Linked DNA regions of Pan troglodytes: region 2 is linked to region 1. A link is a contact called in public capture Hi-C data. All regions are on one chromosome and are shown on one strand. Each heading gives the region's core, a stretch centred on a gene start, on an enhancer-like site or on the middle of the called end of the contact. The rest is flanking DNA. Distances are from core to core; before and after follow the strand shown. Region 1 overlaps CNTNAP2 (contactin associated protein 2). Region 2 has its middle 66 kb from the start of PDIA4.

The links. Capture Hi-C pulls out chosen DNA fragments and counts their contacts.
Region 2: a contact with region 1 is called in a capture Hi-C map of stem cell-derived neural stem cells, with 6 times the contacts expected there. The contact joins two enhancer-like sites. A contact is called at or near these places in 1 of 7 Hi-C or Micro-C datasets (stem cell-derived neural progenitor cells), 1 of 1 datasets of contacts at active chromatin or transcription factors (stem cell-derived excitatory neurons) and 1 of 1 other capture datasets (stem cell-derived neural stem cells).

What each region holds. Positions count from the first base shown.
Region 1 is chr6:163,426,022-163,431,153 of NHGRI_mPanTro3-v2.0_pri, reverse strand. All of the region lies in intron 21 of CNTNAP2 (contactin associated protein 2), which reads right to left. Among named protein-coding and RNA genes, the nearest start is that of C7H7orf33, 310 kb to the left of the region's middle. Within about 2 kb of position 3,008, at least 6 of the 24 cell types and tissues checked have an H3K27ac peak or open chromatin away from gene starts, as enhancers often do. A contact at or near this core is called in stem cell-derived neural stem cells, where this site is marked.
Region 2 is chr6:164,111,429-164,117,416 of NHGRI_mPanTro3-v2.0_pri, reverse strand. No RefSeq gene overlaps it. Among named protein-coding and RNA genes, the nearest start is that of PDIA4, 66 kb to the left of the region's middle. Within about 2 kb of position 1,691, at least 9 of the 24 cell types and tissues checked have an H3K27ac peak or open chromatin away from gene starts, as enhancers often do. A contact at or near this core is called in stem cell-derived neural stem cells, where this site is marked.

The DNA of each region.
Region 1 (5,132 bases), core at 1,759-4,258:
CCCAAAGTGCTGAGATTGCAGGAGTCAGCCACCATGCCCGGCCCCTTTGTTTTCCTTTTCTAACCACACCTCTCTTCCTTCCCCTTCCCTCCTGTCCTAGTCACTAACCCTTGGCACTCACTAATCTGTCCTCAATTGTAAAATTTTGTCATTTCAAAAATGTTGCATAAATGGGATCATTGGGTATGTAACCTTTTGGGACTGGCTTTTTTTCCATTGGCACGATTCTCTAGAGATTCATCCAAGCTGTTTTGTGTATCAGTAATTTGTTCTTCTTTATCATTGAGTTCATATGCAACACCTGAATGACTTTATAATGGAGATATATTCTGACATTTATCAATAGGCTTTTTTCTTTTTTGCCTTTCCCAGTAACGATCAATGTCCTAGTCAAGCCAAGACATCTATCTGCCTGAGGAGGAGATGGGAGATAAAGACAGGAAAAGGCCGCGTTACAGGTGGTGTTCGGTTTCTGATATGCACCTCAGTGCTATGCATCCATGGAATAGCCTTGAATGTGGCTAGAATGGAAGTCTTAATTTTTATTCCACAGTTCCTAAGCTACTTCTCTCCCAGGGTACCTCATTGTAGTAGGCAGCCCCACCACTGGGCCAGCTATTCAGGCCAATACCTTGGGAAACGCTCTTTGACTTCTCTTTCTCTCACCCACCACATCCGGTTGATCACCAAATACTATGGGCTCTGACTTCAGTGTGTTCCTAGTCCAAAGATTTCTCCATCACCATCACTGCTGTTGCGTTGGTGCACGTGCCTCTAACTCTCACATGGACTCCACAACTGTATTTGAAATGTCTCTTAGTGTCCATCCTGCCCCTATATCAGCCCACCCCTTCTGCAGTTAATACAGCATCCCACAGCTGGAATGACCTTTCTAATATGTAAATTGGATTGTGTTACTTATGTGCTCAAAACCTCCTACTGTTTCTCATCTCATTTAGAATAAAATGCAGACTCTCCATGATGGTCTCCATCTGTGCAATTGGCTGCTGGCTAACCCTCTGACTTCATCTGTCTCCTGCCACTCTTTCCCTTGATGGCTGTATGTTGGTTTTCTTCCTGTCCTTGAACAAGCCAGGCGTGTCCCTACCTCACAGCCTTTGGACTGCCATTCTCTCTTCCTGGAAGGCTTTTCCAGCAGATGTCCACACAGCCAGCTTTCTCACTTTGTTAAGGCCACTGCTTAAATATTGCCTTCTCAAAGACGACTTTCCTGGCCATTGTAACATGCTTTCCTGCTAAGCCTCTTTTACTTTTCTTCATAGCACTTATTGCTAACATTTATATTACACAACTCTTTTCTCATTCTGTGTATGCTCATGAGAGTACATGGTTCATAAAGATAAGAGATTTCTGTTTTATCCATTGTTCTGTGCCTAGCACCTGGTACATGTGAGCACTGAACATACTTTTGAGTGAATAAAATGATTTCCCCAAATTCCTTTGCTCAGGCTTTTTTTTTTTTTTTTTTTTTTTTTTTTGAGACGTAGTCTCACTCTGTTGCCCAGGCTGGAGTGCAGTGGCGCGATCTCGGCTTACTGCAAGCTCCACCTCCTAGGTTCACGCCATTCTCCTGCCTCAGCCTCCCGAGTAGCTGGGACTACAGGTGACCACCACCACGCCCGGCTAATTTTTTTTTGTATTTTTTAGTAGCGACGGGGTTTCGCCATGTTAGCCAGGATGGTCACAATCTCCTGACCTCGTGATCTGCCTGCCTCGGCTTTCCAAAGTGCTGGGATTACAGGCGTGAGCCACCGCGCCGGGCCTACTCAGGCTTTTTAGTACATCGAGGAGGTCACAGAGTTCTCCTGCATCCACCTCCTAAGTATGGAAGATGGCATTGGCGGCCCCTAATTCTTTACCCTTCCCTGTATCTGTGGCCTTTGCCATGTGACTTTGCTGTTTTCTTCACTGAAGGGAAAGCAAGTTTCTCTTCTCCTCGACTACGGATTTGGCCACATGACTTAGTTTAGATAATCAGATGTTAGTGGATGTGACAAGACCAAAGGCCTGGAAAGTGCTTGTGTGAGTGGCTTGTTCTCTCGTGTCTCTGCCAGAGAAAAACATGCCCATGCTAACTCCCTGGTCCCAGGAGGAAGACGAGAGGTGTACAAGAGAAACTTCGGCCCTTAGCTGACCCGCAGATTAGTGATAAAAATAGAATTGTTGTTTTAAGCAATTGAGTTTTGGAGTTATTTGTTAGATGGTGCTTTTTTTTTTTTGTAGGAAGTAAAAGCAAAGCTTTTTTTCTTTTTTCTTTTTTCTTTCTTAATGCCCTAGAAGACTATGAGAAAAGGAGGAGATACAGCAGGAGAGACGAGAGCTAAGCTTTGGCCCAGAGAGCAGAAGTGGGTTTCTAAAGGATGACGGATGGAACCAAGGGTTTAGGGCTCTTGCCTTGCTTCCCAGTCTGGGGCTCTGGGAAGAGGTTGCTGTGTAGGGGGTCGGTGGTGGTGGTTGGGGGGGTCCTGTACTAACATGGGGCAGCCCAGCCTCATGTAGAGAGGGAAGAAGAGTAAGCAGACAGGGTCTCTGGTCCTCACGTGCATCATCTCATTCTCGTGCAGCATGAAGCCTTAGATGGAAGCCCTCACTGCTTGATAGCTGACGACAACCTGCCATGGGGAGACGGAGGATGCGAAAGAGACTTAGGGCTTAGGGGTCTCTCAAGTGGGAGATTGAGGGCACAGCAAGTAAGCAAAGGGCATGATGGCAGGTGCTCCCTGGGAACACTGCCTGAGTCAAAGAAAGGGACTCTAAGTTCATCAACCACAGATCTAAGCTCCAAGGCCAGAAGAGCACTCAGGGACACAGGACACTGGGCTGGAGGCCAGCAGATGCCTGGCCATGCAAACTCAAGGACCAGCATGCATCCAGGTCTCTCCCTGCCCACGGTATCATTAGAATGCTAAAGCTAGACATGTTGCTGCCTGTCTCCTTTTATATTCTGTACACCTGGTCCCCACCTTATAGAAAGAAGCAGAGGATGGGAAAGGCTCTTCGAGAAACTGAACATTTTTATTCATGAGGGACAGAGCACAACCAGGAAGGAATTTTGAAATGATTAAGTCAGAATCAGCTTTAAACCAGCCTGGATGTTTAGCTTATTTGCCTTTGCTACCCAGAAGGAATACAACATCATCAGACACAGATAAAGACATTGCATTTTCTCCACATATCTGAGCTGTTTTGTGCATTACAATGTGCAATTCTGTGATAACCATGGCAACCTCCAATTTGGTCTCCCTGCAGCTTCTCACTTCCTGTTATGCATTTTGCACTCTGCAGATGGTATTATCTGGCTAAAGTGTCAATCTGATCACGTTATTCTATGGATTAAAAAACATCCTTCCTTGACTTCCTTTAACCCCTAAGATAACATTAAAACCTTAACATGGCTTATAAATAGATCCGTAATATGGCAGATGCTGTCAGTGCCCGGCATTCACCTCAGTCCTGCTCCAGGAACCACTGACTGCGATTCGCTGTCATCTGCACTTTCCTCTGGCCTCAGCAGTGTGTTGGGTGTAAACACGGGACAAGCTGGAAGTGCTGGGGAGTTAGTACCGCAGGAAGCAGCCCTCATCACTGCAGGATGGGAGGAGGTGGCGAGATGCCCTGGCTTCCTCCTGCCTCGGTTGGGACACTCGGAGGCATGTCTCGCACTGTCTTCCAGAGTGCCCTGGTGGGATTATGTTCCAGGTGCCCACAGTGGTGAGTGGCTTGATAATGCTCCATCCCTTTCCCTGTTTCATGTCTCTACTTTCCTGCTTGTTTTATGGGATTGTCTCCCAGGTAAACTTCTTATACTCAAATCGAATTCTGCAGGGTTTCTCCTGGGAGCACCCAAACAAGATAGGTGATCATACAACTGCACAGTCCTATTTTTAGAGTAAAAGTGGGCACTGCTAATAATGTACTCTTGTCCTGGCAGGAGTAGCTTGGGTCTGTCCCAGGCAAAGCAGGACATGTGGCCCTGCTGGTAAAGCCGCCTTTGATCTGAACCCTGCTTATGCTGCAGCATTTTTATCACTCGCATCTTCACATCCTACTTTCCACCATTCTGAATGCAACTTGTGGTTCCTCAAATTTCCCTCATAGCACATTGTGTTTCCAAAGATGTCACAACCGTAACTCCCATGCCATGTTTCTTTGCAATGTGACCTGGCTACGATGCCACCAAGAGGTAGGGTCTGCTTCCTCTCTCTTGGAACATGGGCTGGAACCCAGATTTTGGTCAATAGCATATGGCAAGAATGGTGGCTCTTAGAGACCTTCAGCTTCTACATTTGCTGTTTGGAAAGCTCCTTCTTGGAGCCCAGCCACCATGCCATGAGGTAGCCCAAGCAGCCATGATTTGGAACCCTTGGGGGAGAACTGAGCCCCTGGCTCGTGGCCCCAAAGAGCTCCTGGGCAGCCAGCACTTGCTGCCAGCCACATGCATGAGGCTATTTCGGGCTATCCAGTCATTCTTACACCCTGCCTGGAGTCATGAAGCAGAACAACCACCCTGCCAATCCACAGAATTGCCAGAAATGATAAACTACTGTTTTGAGCCACACAGTTTTGGGTGGACTGCTGTGCAGAATGGAGAACTGACCTCCCCCGCCCTTATGGCCTCTACTTCAGCCCATTGGTTTATCCAGATCATTCTAACTCTTCATTAGGGTCCCAGCTTCCGTGTTACTTCCTCTAGTATGCCTTCCCTCACTCCTGGACTGGCTCAAGTGCCCTCCCTACTTGCTCCCAAAGAATTCTATACTTCTTTCCATTTATCCCACCCTCTTGTCTTTTTACTTCTAATTGACTTTCCATTACCTTCTTTTCCAGAAACTGAAGCTCTAAAAATGTGACCCAGTGCATATTGATACATTGTATGATCACCTATCTTGCTTTGGGTTCTCCCAAGAGAAACCTCTGAGAACTGGATTTGAATATATAAAGTTTCCAAAGGCAGAAACTGTGCCTGTCTTGGACCCTAATGATGTTCCAGGGACTTATACAATGCCTGGCATCTGACATATGATGAGTATACATTTGCTGATTATGCAAAGTAAAAAACTAATATGTATTACACACATACTATGCAGCAGAGACTGTGCTAACTGCTAAAC
Region 2 (5,988 bases), core at 442-2,941, 690 kb before region 1:
GCTGGGCATGGTGGCACATGCCTGTAGTTCCAGCTACTTCGGAGGCTGAGACAGGAGAATCACTTGAACCCGGGAGGCGGAGGTTGCAGTGAGCCATGATAGCACCGTTGCATTCTAGTCTGGGTGACAGAGCAAGACCTTGTCTCAAAAAAAAGAAAAAAGAAAAAAGAAAAAAAGACTTGAAAGCAGGGACTAGAAGGGATGATATGTGTACACCTGTGTTCATAGCAGCATAGTTCACAATTAGCCATAAGGTAGAAGCAACCAAGTACCCATCGAGGGACATGAATGGGTAAACGCAATGTGGTATGTACAGTCATCTACAGTCGTCCCTCGGTATCTGTGGGGAGTGGTTCCAGGACCCCTGCTGGATCCCAAAATCCGTGGTTGCTTAAGCCCCTCATAAGATGGTGTAGAATTGCCGGGCGTGGTGGCTCACGCCTGTAATCCCAGCACTTTGGGAGCCTGAGGTGGGTGGATCACGTAAGGTCAGGAGTTTGAGACCAGCCTGGCCAACATGGTGAAACCGTTTCTACTAAAAATACAAAAATTAGCCGGGTGTGATGGTGGGTGCCTGTAATCCCAGCTACTCAGGAGGCTGAGGCAGGAGAATCACTTGAATCCAGGAGGTGGAGGTTGCGGTGAGCCGCGATCACACCATTTTACTCCCAGCCTGGGTGACAAGAGCAAAACCTCCGTCTCAAAAAAAAAAAAAGATGTAGAATTTACATATAACCTATGCACATCCTCCCATATACTTATAAATCATCTCTAGATTACAAGTACAGATTTAGATAATACCTAATACGATGTACATGATATAGAAATAGTTATTATGCTGTATTCTTTAATGAATAATGACCCTGAAAAAGTCTATGTTCAGAACAGACAAAACTATTTTTTCCCCCTAATATTTTCAGTCAGCGGTTGGTTGAATCCATGAATGTGGAACCTGCAGATGCGGAGGGCCAACTATCTTTTTTTTTTTTTTTTTTTTTTTTTTGAGATGGAGTCTCATTCTGTCACCTAGGCTGGAGTGCAATGGTGCAATCTGGGCTCGTCGCAACCTCCGCCTTCCAGGTTCAAGCGAGTCTCCTGCCTCAGCCTCCAGAGCAGCTGGGATTACAGGCACCCACCACCATGCCTGAAAAATGTTTTCTATTTTTAGTAGAGACAGGGTTTCACCATTGGCAGGCTGGTCTCGAACTCCTGACCTCAAGTTATCCACCTGCTTTGACCTCCCGAAGTGCTGGGATTACAGACGTGAGCCACCGCATCTGGCCCTAACTATCGTTTTAAAGGCACACTTGTCCCCCTCCCTGTTTCCTCCTAAAACAGCGAGCCGGCATCCCTGCCTCCTCCTAGGCGTTCTTATTTGGTGTAGGATGGTGATAAAGCCACCCCATTCCTTTCCTTACACAGAATCCCTCCCCTTTTGGGGTCGGCATTTTCTTGGACAATCAAATGTTCTTGGAGCTGCTGACTGCCTCAGGGATCTTTTTTTTACAAGAAATAGTGGTGATCATGATTGGGCTACAACAGCTGCTGGGGTGGTCCTGATCCCTGGGGCCAGGACTGGGAGGACTGAGAAATGTGGCCAAGGCATCAAGGCTCAGGGGTCGCACCCTCAGCCATTCTTGAGACCTTCTCACCAGCAGCACAAGGCGATGCTGCCTCTCAGGCCCAGGGCGGCTGCCCAGGAATCAGCTTTCTGTGGCCGCTTTTCTTCCTTTTCCAGGAGGCCTCTGTTGTTAACCCTTTGGTGCATCAGGAAGTTGATCATTCCATTCCGTAGAGACGGAAGCAAACAAGGAAAGGAAAAAAAATAACTCTGATGCTGAAACAATGTTGATGAAAGCTTAATTGAGAAGTTTCTTGGAGAGACTCCACCGAACAGAATCGGTTGAGCAGAAAATTGAAACAGACACAAACACTGTCTATTTTGGATCGGACTGGTTTTTATTCTGGAGATAAAGTGCAGCAAGGATTGTGAATAAATATGAGGGCTGGGGGACACACGCTGTCAAGTTAACCCTTCTGTGCAAACGCAAAGCTGGCGGACAGGGGCCTCCTTGTTTGAGGACAACGGCCCCGACTGAGGCTCTGGGCTGACAGGAAACGCACCTATAGTCCCAGCTACTTGGGAGTCTGAAGCAGGAAAATTGCTTAAACCTGGGAGGTGGAGGTTGCAGTGAACCGAGATCGCACCACTGCACTCCAGCCTGGGCAACAGACTGAGATTCTGGCTCAAAAAAGAAAAAAAAAAGTACATTCAGGCTGGGCACAGTGGCTAACGCCTGTAATGCCAGCACTTTGGGAGGCCAAGGCAGCAGGATAACTTGAGCCAAAGGAGTTGGAGACCAGCCTGGGCAATATAGTGAGACCCTGCCTCTACAAAAAAGGAAAAAAAATTAACTGGATATGGTGGCATGTGTCTGTAGTCCCAGCTACTCAAGAGGCTAAGGTAGGAGGATTGCTTGAGCCCAGGAGTTTAGAGCTACAGTGAGCTATGATTGTGTTACTGTACTCCAACCTGGACAACACAGTAAGACCCTAAAAATAAAAGGAGGGGGACATTCATGTAAGAATGCTTTCCCCCCAACATGAATATTTTGTAAAGTTAGCTTGTTTGATTGAAATACAAAATCAAATGGTAAAAAGCCAGTCAAATTTAGCAGTGGGGGGTTGTATACCAACTTTAGTGACACTAATGTTAATAAGTTCTGATAACCCACTACCATCGGACCAGCCAGAAAAGCTGCTTTCACTTTCATTATATAAATCTCTGAAGTGGCTACTCTAAATAAGTTAGGATGAGTTATTTTAAGAATTCTCCAAAAAGTCTGATATTATATGACCCCTACAAAATAATACTGCAAAAAGCCATACATTATCTGATTATCTTCCTTTAATTTTAAATACCTTAATGCCAACTGATATTCAAAATAAATGTAGTTGCATGATGGGAAATAGACGTAAATTACCAAATGGAAGCCTCTTGTCCTTTGCAAATACCTGAAGACATTCATGAATCAAAGAAAAGTAAATGAACATATTTGTGTCAAATGCCCAGCAATAGAAATGTTAAACATTTAATGTCAACAAAATGAGCTTTGGTGTTTTTTTTTTTTTGTCGTCTCCCTGCCTGTGATCTGCAAAATGCCTTCCTGAATCAAGGCAGCAGCAGATGGCAGCAGTGCCCAGAGCACGCACTTTCCATCCACTTTCCCACGGAGCCTGGACCAGAGAACTCCTCACCCACGAACACACTGTGTTCACATCACCCACGAACACGCTGTATTCACATCACCCACGAACACGCTGTGTTCACACTGGTTGTTTCCTGGGACTTTTCCTGATAATCCTTAATAGTTCCTATAAATCACATGGGTACGCCAGGTTTAATATGCTCAGATCTCTCACCTTTCAGACAGGTTGCTGCTGGCATTGAGAAGTTGCCATAATCCTGAAAACAGCCTTTTACCAATGGTTTTATCAATGAAACCCAACTCCCTCTCAATGATTAGATATAAGCACTCTCACCGAGTTCAGTAAGAAATCCCACATTAACCAGAAAAAAAAGGAATGAAAAGGATTGGAAAGTGATCAATAAACCTTAACTATTATTATCTTTGCCTATCAAATCTCAATTTTCCTGTTTTAAGTCATTCATATTTTAACATACCAAATGTTAAAGTATTAGGTTGGTGCAAAAGTAATTGTGGTTTTTGCCATTAGTTTTAATAATAATTGGAAGGTTTCAACTGACAGAAGAAAATGTATGTTCAAGATTATGATTAACTTGAATGCTTAGGAAATGTCACTTTCTTTCTTTCTTTTCTTTTTTTTTTTTTTTTGAGATGGAGTCTTGCCCTGTTGCCCAGGCTGGAGTGCAGTGGCCTGATCTCGGCTCACTACAACCTCCTCCTGGGTTCAAGCCATTCTCCTGCCTCAGTCTCTCAAATAGCTGGGACTACAGGCACATGTCACCATGCCCGTCTAATTTTTGTATTTTTAGTAGAGACGGGGTTTCACCATGTTTTCCAGGCTGATCTCGAACTCCTGACCTCAAATGATCCACTCTCCTCGGCCTCCCAAAGTGCTGGGATTACAGGCATGAGCCACCGTGCCTGGCTGGAAATGTTACTTTCTAAGGCATAACATTCCCCACCTTCATATGTATTGAGCTCAGCTAATCCCAGGAATTTTTTTTGAAGTAATTGGAATGAGAATTATAATTGTTCTGGGACCTGGGCTTAGAGATGTGAAGGGCTGAGGCTTCCAGAGAGAGAGTGAAGAATACAGAAAAGACACAGTCCCTACCCTCAACTTGGTGATTGCTCCAGCAGTGATTAGGACAACTTTCCAAAGTAGACTAGCTGAGATTTCCTGGAGGGCTGGCCAGCTGCTCTGCCTCCCGGGTTCACGCCATTCTCCTGCCTCAGCCTCTGGAGTAGCTGGGACTACAGGCATCTGCCACCACGCCCGGCTAATTTTTTGTTTTTAGTAGAGACGGGTTTTCACCGTGTTAGCCAGGATGGTCTCAATCTCCTGACCTCATGATCTGCCCACCTCGGCCTCCCAAAGTGCTGGGATTACAGGCGTGAGCCACTGCGCCCAGCCACATCTCTTGTTAAAACATAAATAATCAACTTCTGTTTAACATGGTAGGCTGCCCACCAGCAATTGCCTCAATTCCTTTTGGAACCATTAAAATTAGACTGAAATAATAAAAAAGGAGCAGAGAAGAGAAAGAAGACACACTTGCATTCCTTCCTCTGCCCTGGAATGAGGTTTGGGGGTGTGGGGCTGGAGAGCCATCCTGAGACCATGAGAACAAAAGCCCTCACTTAGGAAGGCCTAAGAGAAAGAAAAAAAAGTCTTTGTGCATTGATGACAGGTGGGGCACTGCTCCAGTTCTGGACACGGCCCACCTCCATACTTTCTGCAACAAGAGGACACTAAATCTGCATGAGTTTAAGCCACTGTTACTGGGTTTCCTATCACACACAGCTCAACAGATTCCGAGCCATTAGAGAGAGTATAGAAAGTGTGAGATATGGATGGCTGGATCACTGGTGGGGTATGAGGAATTTTAGCTAGCACTGGATGTAAAGTTAGTAAAGTTCTTCAAGGAAGAACAATCTTAGTTTGACGATAATATGTCTTTAACACCTCCCATTTGTTAAGCTGCTTTTTTTTTTTTTTTTTTTTTTTTTTTTTTTTTTTGAGACGGAGTCTTGCTCTTGCTCTGTCTCCCAGGCTGGAGTACAGTGGCATGATCTTGGCTCACTGCAACCTCCGCCTCCCAGGTTCAAGCAATTCTCATGCCTCAGGCTCCCAAGTAGCTGGGATTACAGGTGGGCACCACCACGCCCAGCTAATTTTTGTAATTTTTAGTAGAGACAGGGTTTCACCATATTGTCCAGGCTGGTCTCAAATTCCTGACCTCAGGTGATCTGCCCACCTCAGCCTCCCAAAGTACTGGGATTACAGGCATGAGCCACCGTGCCTGGCCAAAAAAGTTGATTGTGGTTTCATGTGCATATACATTTGCCAAAAGTCATGGAACTGAATAATTAAAATGGGTACATTTTATTGTATACAAATTAAACTTCAATATGGATAAGAAGAAATAAATCTCTACTCAGGGGTGAAGAAAAAAAAGAAATGAAAAAGAACTAACTAATTAAAACAAGTTTATTTAAAGGAAACATTGTGTGAATAACTATTAAAGTCATCCTTGGATTTCACTAAGCGTCTCAAATGGCCGAGGTGGAGAACTGAGTTCAGTGAGGGGTTGAACAGACCCTGAGCTCAAGGTCCTAGAGGCGCATCCGGGAGAGGCCTTGGGGCTGGAGCTGGGTGCTGCTGAGAACCTGAGGGCAGACAGAAAGGAAGTGAATGCAAAGACCTCACAGTCTTGCTTTGGTCTACCTGGAAAAATCATCATTTTTTTAAGGAATTTGGGCCATTTGGCCATAGGGG